Linked DNA regions of Mus musculus: all the other regions are linked to region 1. The links are chromatin contacts, called in public Hi-C and promoter capture Hi-C maps. All regions are on one chromosome and are shown on one strand. The core of a region is the stretch at or near the end of the contact, and the rest is flanking DNA. Distances in the headings are between cores, read along the strand shown.

Region 1 (3,867 bases), core at 858-3,357:
TCATAAGTGTCAGGCACAGACACACAAGAGACAGGCTGGCCGGCCACCACAAACTACAAACACACAGAAGACATGAGGCACACGTGGAAAATTCAACTGTGGGCTTTCTTTCCCTCGGCCAAATTAAACCAACATTCCTTAAAGTGAGATCAATGTGTTTGGCGCCTCTGAGGTTCTGTTTAATGTTAGCAGATGCATTTTGATTCTTTATTGGGGGGGGGGGGAATAGAGGAAAGACTTAACAGGTGATTCGCTCACAGGTTGAGAATTTTCAGTTCGTGGCTGCTCACCTCCAAGGCTTTTGGCCTCATGCCACACAGGGTGTGTTAGGGCAGAGGTTCTACCCAGCGGGGACAGGATAAGTCCCCAGTGACCTACTTCCTCCAGCTACACATGCCACACACATGCACACACTGTCTAATAGTCCAATTAACTATGAATTCATCCAGGGATTGATCCATTGATGAGGGTAGCACCTTTCTGATCCAATCAACTTCCCAAAAAGCCTACCAGCTGCCCACCAAGCTTCAGATGACGTTTTTAGATTCAAAACCACAACACGGTAAATCGGCTTAAATCTTCCTTAAAGAACTATTCCTTTGTTTAAGCTAATGAGCACCAAACTGAATATAACACATCCATTTTTGCTTGTTTGGGGGAAAGAATTTAAGGTTTAGGGAAGGCTATTCAGATTTGGCATAGGCACACTTACCGATATTTTTTTTTCCTGATCGATACTGCATTTCTACTCTGCTTTTGTCTACTGCCCTTCTCTTTTGTGTAATGTGTTTAAAATTAGAGTCCGAAAGCAATGACAAATATGTAAAGTGGGAAGAGCAGGAGAGAGAGAGGGAGAGAGAGAGAGAGAGGGAGGGAGGGAGGGAGGGAGGGAGGGAGGGAGGGAAGGAAGGAAGGAAGGAAGGAAGGAAGGAAGGAAGGAAGGAAGGAAGGAAGGAAGGAAGAGGATTGTTCTTCACAGCTTGTCACACAGAAGTGACACCGCTGTGCCAGTTGAGAGGGCATGCAGGTAGCTAGCCTTCACCTGGGACACTGACAGCTCCCGTAACCAGTACTTGGCATGTAGCAGAACTCACACGCAAACTGTTTTACAGACATGATCTCTTGTAACTCAAAATGGAGGTTCAGGGACGATCACAGACGTGATCTCTTGTAACTCACAACAGACAGAGAAGATAGCAGTAGCCCAATATGCGAAAAAATTAAGGCTCCAGGAGGTTAAATAACTTGTCTGAAAAGAAAAGATGACAGGGTCATAGCTGGTTGGCAGAACATGCTCAAGGTTGCGTCTTCAGCACTACCCTACAAAAGCGAATACGACATACACTTAAGTGCCTTCCACTGCTTCTAATGACAACACCACCAGAATTAAGTCTAAGTTGTTCTTACCCCACCACCGCCGCCGCTCCCAAGTTGCCTCACTGGCTAGAGTGGAAAAATGACTTCCTGCTACTTCAATTATTAACCCATCCTAAGGGATGGCTGGGTTTAACAACGTCAATGTCCATCACCCTCTTGCTGCCAGACCCCTTTGAATGGAAGCACACCCAGGACTCTTCGTGTTATTTTAAGATAGATAACAAAAGAATACATTCTCTAGCAAGTTGGGTCAGTGAGCAAGGCGATAATGAATTCAACGTCTGCAGTTCTGAGAAACACCCACGTGTTTTAACTGGTCCTCAAATGGCGATATCACACTCTGCCCTGGTTGCGCTGGTGGGTGTTTCCCAGTACTGCTCGCAGAATGGGGCTGAAAAAAATCTCTGGGCAAGCCCGGGGACTCCAGACTCTTTACTGTGGACCCAGGGGAGGGCAGCTTTGCTACTAGACTCCATACATGGGGCCCGCACCAGTCACTATAGAACGCACAGCGCTGGCATGCACCAGGCGGGTTGCAAGATAAATACTGCACGCCCACTGCACTCCACGCCCACTGCACTCCTCGCTCATGGAGAGAGTCCATCCCCCGGCACCTCCCGCACTCACGCTCGCGCTCGTGCACACGCGCGCATCCCGTGCACCCGCTCGGATCCTCGCCTGGTGGCACCCGGCGCGCCCGCGCAGCGCCGAGCGGAGGGCGGGGAGGGCGCGGCCGCGAGAGGGCGCGGCGAGCGGCTTCCTCGCGGGGCCGGGTTGTTGCGGAGGCCGGAGACGAGGCTCTCGGAGGGTCCCCGGGGCCGAGGGAGCGCGGACGGCACGCGCGCCATGAACCCGAAGGCGGGCGGTGAGGAAGAGGACTGCGTGGACTCTGGCGCCGAGACCGGAGGGTGAGCTGAGCCCAGCCGGGCGGGGCGGGAGCTCAGTACTTGCGCTCGGGAGCCCGAGCTGGGGAGGCAGTCCTGGGGTTGGGGTGCAGTATCTGCGAGCCAGCGGCATGGTCTGTGGTTGCCTGGGTCAGGGTGGGAAGGGGCGAGAAGAACCCCACCCCGGGCTGCTAGGTGATGGGACCCGAGGTTCAGCGTCGTTCCTCGCAGCCCTGTGGCCCCACGGTGCCAGGTTCAGCCACTATCCCCCTTCACCTAGAGATGCGCCTGCACTTGTTCCAGCCAGGCAACTCTGATAGCTTTGGAGCCCCAGGCTGCTGAGGAGGAAAGCAGGTGGAGAGGGTGGGACACCAGCACAGGAAAAAGACTCCGAAGCCGGCTAGGAGGACTTCATATCTCACTTATACTGTGCTGCTGAGCGGCCTCTCCACCCCGCCAGCCTGGAGTACCCACAGGATGCTGTGATGGGGTCTTGTGTGCTTCAATGGACTCAGTAATTAGCTCCAACCTTTGGAGGCTAATTAGTCCTCTCCCAACAGCAGTTTTCCTGAGTAGGACAAAAGACGGAATGCATTTTCAGAAACCAATGTCCCGTGATGGTCTCCACCCAGCCCATATCTAGAGGATTTTCCTGTGCACAGTCAGCACCACAGCCAGGATACAAGTGCTACCCCAGTAGGAACGTGTGTCTTTTCCTATCTAGAGAAGTCCTGCTAGAGGTCAGGGGCTACCCAGGCTACAGAAGACCTCGGAATTCCTGGAAGGTGGAGAGGTTTCAAACTAATATTAGGATTTGGCAATCTACTGAGAACAGGGAGGGAGGCCAGTTCCAGAATGGACCTATGTTCTGACCTAACCCACGAAAGCGTCCCTCAAGCTCGTCCTGCCTCCCAACCCCACCCCTCCTTGCAGCCTTCTCCACCAGCCCAACCCTAAATCTGGACTGTCATTCTTCCCTACACAGCAGGCTTTCTCTTGTTACCCAACCATGGTAACCGTGACAGAGGAGTAACTTGATTTGATGTCCCCACCCCTGCCCACCATTGCTTTTGCTTCAATTCTGTTGGTGTACAGTTGTCAACTTAGTTTATTTCCTGATATTTTGGTGCTGGAGTTCCAACCTAAGTACAATAGACAAGGATTCTTTCACTAACTCACACTGCCATTATGTATCAACTTTAGTTGACCATCTTTGGCTCTTCTCCCCTCCCCCATGGTTAGTTGAACCATGAATAGAAGAAACAAAGCAAATATTGCCTGCTGTGTTATAGTTGGCATGAAGCAGTCACTGTCCCACTAATTTTCAACTTGAAGGGCTTACCTAAAGCAGATGTTTGCCCAAGGGTCTTGCCTTGGAGAAGAGGAAGTAGCGCTGTCTTTGAGGGGTGTCTTCACCCTAAAAGCCAGACTAGTATGACTACCAGGACACTTGGGATGAGCTAGTTAATATGGGGACACCCGTGCTTCTAGTTCCTACTTGTCATTAAAGAGTGTTGCTGTAACAGGACATTGTTCAAAGAACTCTTATTATGCCACTAGAAAACGTAAATTAATATGTAAGATGATATTATTTTACACAGAAGTT
Region 2 (3,867 bases), core at 359-2,858, 1.8 Mb before region 1:
CCACCTCCCAAAGGCTGGGATACCACAGTCCCTTTTCTGTCTACTGCCCCCCCCCTTCTACCCAGAACAATCTCTCAAGGAAAAATCGAATTTCTCATAATGAAACCCTTCCTTCTAGGCATGGTGGCTCCTGCCTGGAATCCCAGCACCCAGGAGGATGCTGAGGCAAGACTGCCAGTTTGAGCTCAGACTGGGATACATGGTGAGTTACAGCCTGGAACACGGAGTGAGAGCCTGTCTGCAAACCAGTCAAACACACACAAAACCTTCAAAATGTTCATTTCTCCCCTACCAAGGTCTATAAAGCAGATATGACTGCCACCCCTCACGTCACCTTCTGCAGGAGAGATGACTGCACCTTCAAAAGAAAGCTCTGCTTCCGGCAGGACCCTACACCCTGAACCACGGTGGTGTGGCTGTCCTTCCTCTGGAGAAGGCTAGGGGTGTAGAAAGACTTCCCCAAGCTTTCCCAAGTCTGCACTGTCATTTCTACTTTCCCGGGCACTCGACCACAATTTCCCAATGCCCTCCCTCCCAGCCTCTGCCTTCCTTTCATTTTCGCAGTAGGACATTTCACATTAGTCCTGTCTGTACTGATTTAGATTTTAGACTATCGTGATGAGACACTGGGAGTTAGATCGACTCCCTGGTGGGCAGGCAGAGAGAAAGGGGGGGGGGGACCATGGCTAGGTGATGATGGTGGTGAATCTCCAAGATGCCCAGCTTCTTCCTCAACCTACCGTTTTCCTCTCCCACCACCAGACCCCATTGCTGATGGACCTGCTCAATGAAGTCAAGACTGGGTCAGGACATGTCACACAACAGTTCTGGGCCAACCAACCACCCTAGATTTCTTCAAACTCTCCAGCCCTAAATTAGGAGCAGAAGGCTCTGCAGAGGCTTAAAATAATAATAATAATAATAATAATAATAATAATAATAATAAACCCAGCCCCTGAGAGGAGTCTCTCTCTCTCTCTCTCCCTCTTTTTCTCTCTCTCCAGCTTTCTGAGTCCCCTTTGCAGAGAGTCTTTTTCTGTGTGCCTGTTGCAGGAAACACACACCTCACTCACCTTCCTTCTACTCCTAATTCTGTCCACGATGCTTAAGATTTCTCTGCTGCTCCATGCTGGTCTTCAGATTTTTCCTGCCTTTTAATTCTTCGGCTGGCAGAAACAACAAACCTGACCAAGACTCCTAGACTATATCATTCCAAAACCCTTAGACCGTATCAATAGTTTCCAAAGTCAAAATAGATGATAATTCTCCAATAGTTAATTCACATGGCTATACACAACCATAGCTGGTGGGCATGCAGACATGGAAGTGACTTCAACAACTTTTGGAGAAGACAGGTGCCTTGGATTTCGACTGCTTGTGGTTTCTTCTGGATCCTTTCACGCGCCGCCATTGAGTCTCCTCTGAGAATCAAGAAAGCATCAAGAAAGCATCTTGAGTTCTCACATTCATTCCTGGCACCTGTAAAAAGTTCCAATGCCTGACCCGACTTCCTTCTCCCTGTGCCCTAGTACCACTGTCAAACTCAAATCCAGGACGTTTCTTCCTCCAGACACACGAGGGCGCTACGAAACTGGAGCTGCTCAGAAGGCGTGGAGGGCGACGCTCTTCCTAACGATTGTTAGCGTGCTCAAGTCCGGGTCTGCCCTGCGAGTTCCGCGGCGTGGGCTGCTGCCTTGGAAACGCGGGGCGCGCGCTTCCCGAGCCTGGCAGAGCCGGGGTCCGGAGGATGCTGCTGGCGGCCGGGGCACGGTACGCCCGCCGGCTGTGCGGCCGGGGAGCCGCGGCGGCTCTGCAGGGACGCACAGGCCGGAGCTGCGCCCGGGACGTCAGTACTAGCTGGTCCCCGGTGGGCGCCGCCTTCAACGTCAAGCCCCAGAGCCACCTATGGAACCTGTTGGGGGAGCGCCGGGTGAGCGTGCCGTGGGTCTGGGCAGCGCGGGCTCCGCGTCTGGCTGAAAAGGGACTGTGCCGGGATAAGCGCACCCCGGAGCGGCTGACCCAGCGGCAACTCAGCCTTTCCTCTACTCAAGCTCCATTCTTTTCCTTCTGGCTTCAGAGTTCACATTTGCCCTTGGCTTTGTAACGACACTCTTGCTTTGAAAACTCCATCACACCTTAATTGTCCACTTCAGGCTGCTCTGAAACAACCTGTTAAACTAGGCATAGTGGCTCTTGTAAGACAGTCTTGATAGGTAGAGGCAAGAGGGTACAAAAGACAGTCCTTTGGGCTCCGAACTGACTTTGAGACTAGCCTGAGTTGCTTAAGAACCGGCGGTAAAACAGAAAGCACCTACAGAACCCTACTGAGAAAAATCAGATTTCCTGTCGTGCTTTGTAGTTTATTGCATAGCCTACGAAGTCATCAGAATTGCTTGGCTATTTCTACTCTGCCCTTGGTGGTGTTGGACACTTGATAATGAATGAGGAAAAGGCAGGAAGACTGAGGAAAGATTTTTGTCCTAAAACAATGATTTTTCAACCCTTCTAATGCTGTGACTCTTTAATACAGTTCCTCCCGATGCGGTGACCTCAAACCATAAGATTATTTTGTTGCTATTTCACAACTAATTGTGCTACTGTTATGAATTATAAACATCTGATATATGAACCCCCAGGTGGGTTCTAAAAGTGTTTTTTTATTTTTTTATCTTTTCACTGTTGGGCAGCTTTCTAAAGACAAGTCTGGGATATAGCTTCATTGTACTTCATGGCATATCTCTGTGTTTAACTTTGTCTATTTGAAAGTTCTTTCTTATTATATAAATTTTCCTCCAAAACCCATAAAGGTCGATGATGCTGGTATTAGTGGAGTTGGTGTTGGAAGTGCCTTTTAGCAGAAAGATAAGCTTGGTTTTGGGTGGATGAAATAGAACTGATTTCACCTGTATTTTAAACCATTGTTTAGTGTGTGTGTGTGTGTGTGTGTGTGTGTGTGTGAATGCATGCAGGTCTGGAAGGCGCAGGCCAGAGGACAGCCTTTCCGGATCTGTAACCTTCAACCTTTTGGAGGTGGAGTCTCTCTTGGTTTTGCTATTGGACTGAATACTCAGGTTATCGTTCCTGCTCCTATTTGGTTCTTGAGCTTCTGGGCTGTTTTCTTGTTTCTATCTTGATGTAGGAGGACTGCTGGGATTATAGTTGCATGCCACAAACATTTGACTTTCAAGCTTTTTTTATTTTTTTATTTTATGTGTTTTGCCCAAATATATGTAAATTCACCACATGCGCAGTGTCCGTGCAGGCGAAAAGAGGGTGTTCTATCCCCTGCAACTGAAGTTGTAAACAGGTGGTAAACTACCATATAAGATGCTGGGAATAGAACCCCGGTCCTCTGCAAGAGCAGTAACCACTGGGCCATCTCTCCAGCCCTTCTTCCCAAGTTGTTTTTAATTATGTTTTTGTTTGTTTGTGTGTATAGGTGCCTGTATGTCCATATGCCTGGCTTTTAGGACTTGGGATGCATAGATGAGAAGATCTGAAGTTCCAGACTCAGTCACAGGAAACAAAAAGAATTTTAAAGCGTATTTCCATATCCGTAAAAGGGGAATGTACTCCCGGTTCTAGAACTGTGTGATTTAGCTGAGAGAATCTGTGTAAAGTACATGGCACACTTTGGCCTGCGTTATATTAAGCATCAGCTTTCTCAGGGCGCCAGGATTGGTGCTCCAGCTGCTGTTCAAAGATGGTCATTCGCATTAGATTAGTGATTTTATTTTTCTTTATTAAAATACTGGAGTTCCTTAGTTTCAGCCAGTGACTGGGTTTGGTATGTTACGTCTCCTTGTGGGTTATTGGTATTGTGGGTTGGTATTATGTGTGGAGACCTCGCTGTATGTGAGGCACTCA
Region 3 (3,867 bases), core at 373-2,872, 1.2 Mb before region 1:
TCCATCCTCAGTACTAAAAGATAAGATAATAAAATAAAATCATAAATTAGGACTGGTGAGATGGCTCAGCCTTTAAGGGCCCCTGTCACCAAGTCTGGCAGGCAACCTTAGTCTGATTCCAGGGGACCATGTGTTGGAAGGAGAGAACCAACTCACAAAACATGTCCCCTGTCCTTCATGGGCACGCACACATGCACACGCATGCATGCACACACACAGAGAATAAATAAATAAAAATTAAAATCACAAAAGAAATAAAATAAGAACATAAAACACACACCCACATATACTTGTATATACCACACACCTAGACACTCTATAAATAAATCAAGATAAAATAAAAGCAGAGTAAAATAATAAAATAAGGAAAAAGAAAGACACACAGCACACAGTGCAGAACTGCAGATGGCAAACCTGAAGGCAAGTAACAGAGATGCTGGTGTCTGGCTCACTGACTTAACCGTATCGGTACAGAACACACTGGGAAGTCAGTATTAGTTGAGTAAATGTTGGTTGATTTACATTGAGTGTTAAGAAAACGGGGAAACTACTTGACAGCTCTACAGGGCAGGAGGACTTTTGGAGAATTATCTAGAAGAAGACAGGTATAAGCATACAATCAAAAGTAAACTGTGGGCCGGAGAAATGGCTCAGCAGTTAAGAGTGTATGTGCTTTTCTCAGACCTGAGTTCAGCTCCCAGCATCCACACCGGGCAGCTCCACACGGGCATCTCACACTACCTGTAATTCAACTCCAGCAGAGCTGATGCCGTCGTCTGGCCTCTGAGGATACCGAATAAGAATTGATTTCTTTCTTCTTCTTCTTTTGGGGGGGGGTTGTTTGTTTTTTGTTTGTTTTTCAAAACAGGGTTTCTCTGTATAGCCCTGGCTGTCCTGGAACTCACTCTGTAGACCAGGCTGGCCTCGAACTCAGAAATCCGCCCGCCTCTTGCTTCCCAAGTGCTGGGATTAAAGGCATGAGCCACCACTGCCTGGCAAGAACAACTTTCTTAAAAGTAAATTTATATAGACAATCTATAGGGAAAGCACCTAGTTTAAACACTGCAGGCCTTTCGATCTTCTTTGTTTTACAGTGTTGCACTGGGGTCCACACATGTCAGGCAAGTACTTTGCCACTGAGCCACACCCAGCTGTATACACACTGCTTAATATATAGCTTTGCCGAGATGTAATTCACAAGGCATACAATCCCAATTTTAGAACATTCACAGATTTGAATAGACACAATCTAAGGGAGAACATTTCAAAGAGAAAGCCACGCCCACCAGCAGTCATCCGCTGTCCCCCTCATCCCTACTCTCATCCCCAGTCCCAAGCAACCACTAATTTGTTATCCGTCTCTAAAGATTCACCTCTTCTGGACAGGACGTGTAAATGGAATCACACAATATGTGATGCAGACATTCGGTTAATTGACAGCCATTCTTGCCATTAATTTCCTCAGACATTTCAAATGCAAATGTTTTTAATTACTTACATAAAGATGCAATCAAGCCTTGGGAATCTGCAACATTTCCTACTATAGACAAGTAGACAAAAGCGCCTTCCTAGAGAGAAGAAAAGGGAGACAGGCTCTGTTTAGTCTCGCCACCACAGGGTGGCACAGCAGACCCAGCAAAGCATGGCAGTAGGCCCTCCTCCCCTCTGTAAGCTGTCCACAGTTTGGCCAGCATCCTGGAGGACCACATCATTTCTGGAGGCTACCCAGATCGGGAAATGAACATATCCATACCTTATAATAAATGTACTTTATAATGACTAGCATTATAAAATGAGAGTTATGTTCTTATGTAGGAAAAACAAGTCAAAATTTTACACAGAGAGTGCTTGACTATTATACAGAAAAAAAAAGCAGTTCTAGGTTATTCTAAAAATCTTAAATCTTGGAGAAGGATCTCCTAGCAGTTTATTCTTTTAACCTTAAAAATAAAACACATGTGGCCAGCAAATGTCTCTGGCAGAGTTGAGGCCCTTCCTATGCTGCGTAAGGGCAAATTTAGGGAGGCCTTAAAACGTGTACAGGCTTTCTTTTGACATTTAGCGGTCAACATGTCTGCAGGCATCTCAGTACTCCCTTATCATGGAAGTGATTCTTTGCCCAAGTTTCCAGAAACCAAACAGCTAGAACGCACTGGTGTATCTGATGGGATGTTGGTTCTCTTGACAATTTTTACTGCGGGTTGATAGCTTTTCCTCATAAGACATTTAAGCTCTCTGCATCCCCTCTACCTTCTTTCGGTCCCTGTTTCATCACTTCTGGAGCTACCTACTTCTTCACCCTGTTCACACGGTAACGTTTCTCATGCATACCCCATCTTAGTTCTCCCAGCAGTAAATCTGGGCTTACTCTCTCTCTCTCTCTCTCTCTCTCTATATATATATATACATATATATATATATATATATATTTTTTTTTTTTTTTTTTTGGTTTTTCGAGACAGGGTTTCTCTGTATAGCCCTGGCTGTCCTGGAACTCACTTTGTAGACCAGGCTGGCCTCAAACTCAGAAATCCACCTGCCTCTGCCTCCCGAGTGCTGGGATTAAAGGCGTGCACCACCACACCCAGCTGGGCTTACTCTATTTCATACAACAATGGAGCTCTTCTTGTGCAGAAACGTCACTTTTTTTTTTCCTATATAAGAACACATCTCTGATTTTCTAATGCCAGTTGTTGAAAAAAATCATTTATTAGACATAGGTATAGCACTCTTTCATTAATTAACCAAATGTGTGACTTCAGTAATAAACTGGAAGCGTCTGCCCACCCATTCATCTGTGTAGTGTAGGCCCTTCTAAGAGCACAAGAACCCCTCAATCCCCATGTTCCCATACTCTCGTCCAGGCTTCCCACGGCCAACTTCTGCCCATTTTGCTTGCTAACACAGACGACGATGCACACAGATTACATTCTCATCCTGGATCCAGATTCTAAACTCAGAAAGGCCACTCAAAAGCCATTGCCACTGTGCTTGGAGCAGCAGTGTTCACGGAGGTGGACGACAGGTGGTTTTTCTTTGCTGATCCAGCTGTGTGTCACTGAGTGCTCAAGTTATAGGTGGAAGGTCCTTCCCTACTTATCAGGCTGCATTAGTTTGCTCTGTATGTGGGCCAGGCCTTGCCGGTGAGAGGCGTCTCTGTTCATCCCACAGGGACTGTCTTTCTCTGACTTTCATGCTTATCTCTTGGTGTCATTCAGCTCTTTTTCTACTCTCATGTCTGTTAACATGGGCTTGGAAGGAAGCTTTATGCTTTTTTGTTTTTTTTCAACATTCTTCCTGGGTCATGTAATTAGTAAGTGTGCTTTGTTCAAGTCAATCCAAAATGCATTTTCTTTACAGGAGATTTAGAACAGGCATGGTAGCCACAAATACTTGTACACAAGTTCAATGCCAGTGTGGGCTATGCTGTGAATTAAAGGCCAGACACCACACACACACACACACACACACACACACACACACGTACGGTAAAACTGAGAATCCTATGATTAGTGGGCTAGCTGATTGAGGTAGTGAATGTACAAGGGCAGTGGTTCTCGACATGTGGGGCATGACTCCTTTGGAAGTCAGATGACCCTTTAGGCTATCCTGGGATACCCTTCGATCTTATCTTGAATAACTGAAGATTAGCAGACTGCATCAACACCTACACCCAAGTTGTGATAACACACTGTCATCTCTCCAAGTTGCCACCAAGACCAAGGGAAATACCTGAGGTGACTGCTCTACTTGCTAGGGAACATCTGTTGTGCTTATTGCTGCTGCTGTTTTAGAATAGTCATTTTGTGGGTGTGAAGTGGTATCTTGTGGATTTTGACTTGTAATTCCTTAGTGACTGGTAACGTT

The links. Promoter capture Hi-C pulls out the DNA fragments that hold promoters and counts their contacts. Hi-C and Micro-C count contacts between places; a contact is called where the count stands out from the background.
Region 2: a promoter capture Hi-C map of hippocampal neurons shows a contact between it and region 1, with 3 times the contacts expected there. The contact joins the promoter of Mipepos here to the promoter of Fam124a in region 1. A contact is called at or near these places in 1 of 39 promoter capture datasets (hippocampal neurons) and 1 of 115 datasets of contacts at active chromatin or transcription factors (astrocytes).
Region 3: a contact with region 1 is called in a Hi-C map of cortical neurons, with 2.1 times the contacts expected there. The contact joins the enhancer-like site here to the promoter of Fam124a in region 1. A contact is called at or near these places in 3 of 39 promoter capture datasets (cranial neural crest, embryonic stem cells and hippocampal neurons), 1 of 484 Hi-C or Micro-C datasets (cortical neurons), 1 of 115 datasets of contacts at active chromatin or transcription factors (astrocytes) and 2 of 9 other capture datasets (adipose tissue and embryonic stem cells).

What each region holds. Positions count from the first base shown.
Region 1 is chr14:62,553,630-62,557,496 of GRCm38.p6, forward strand. Fam124a (family with sequence similarity 124, member A) reads left to right here and starts at 2,108. Exons shown (of 4, transcript NM_001243857.1): 1 at 2,108-2,285. The coding sequence starts at 2,224.
Region 2 is chr14:60,782,941-60,786,807 of GRCm38.p6, forward strand. Mipepos (a long non-coding RNA gene) reads right to left here and starts at 1,609. Exons shown (of 3, transcript XR_001781278.2): 1 at 1,533-1,609; 2 at 1,074-1,421. Mipep (mitochondrial intermediate peptidase) reads left to right here and starts at 1,626. Exons shown (of 19, transcript NM_027436.3): 1 at 1,626-1,930. The coding sequence starts at 1,748.
Region 3 is chr14:61,345,874-61,349,740 of GRCm38.p6, forward strand. It overlaps Ebpl (emopamil binding protein-like), which reads right to left. Exons shown (of 4, transcript NM_026598.3): 2 at 1,499-1,568. Among named protein-coding and RNA genes, the nearest start is that of Gm25716, 4.7 kb to the left of the region's middle. Within about 2 kb of position 1,623, at least 12 of the 459 cell types and tissues checked have an H3K27ac peak or open chromatin away from gene starts, as enhancers often do. A contact at or near this core is called in cortical neurons, where this site is marked.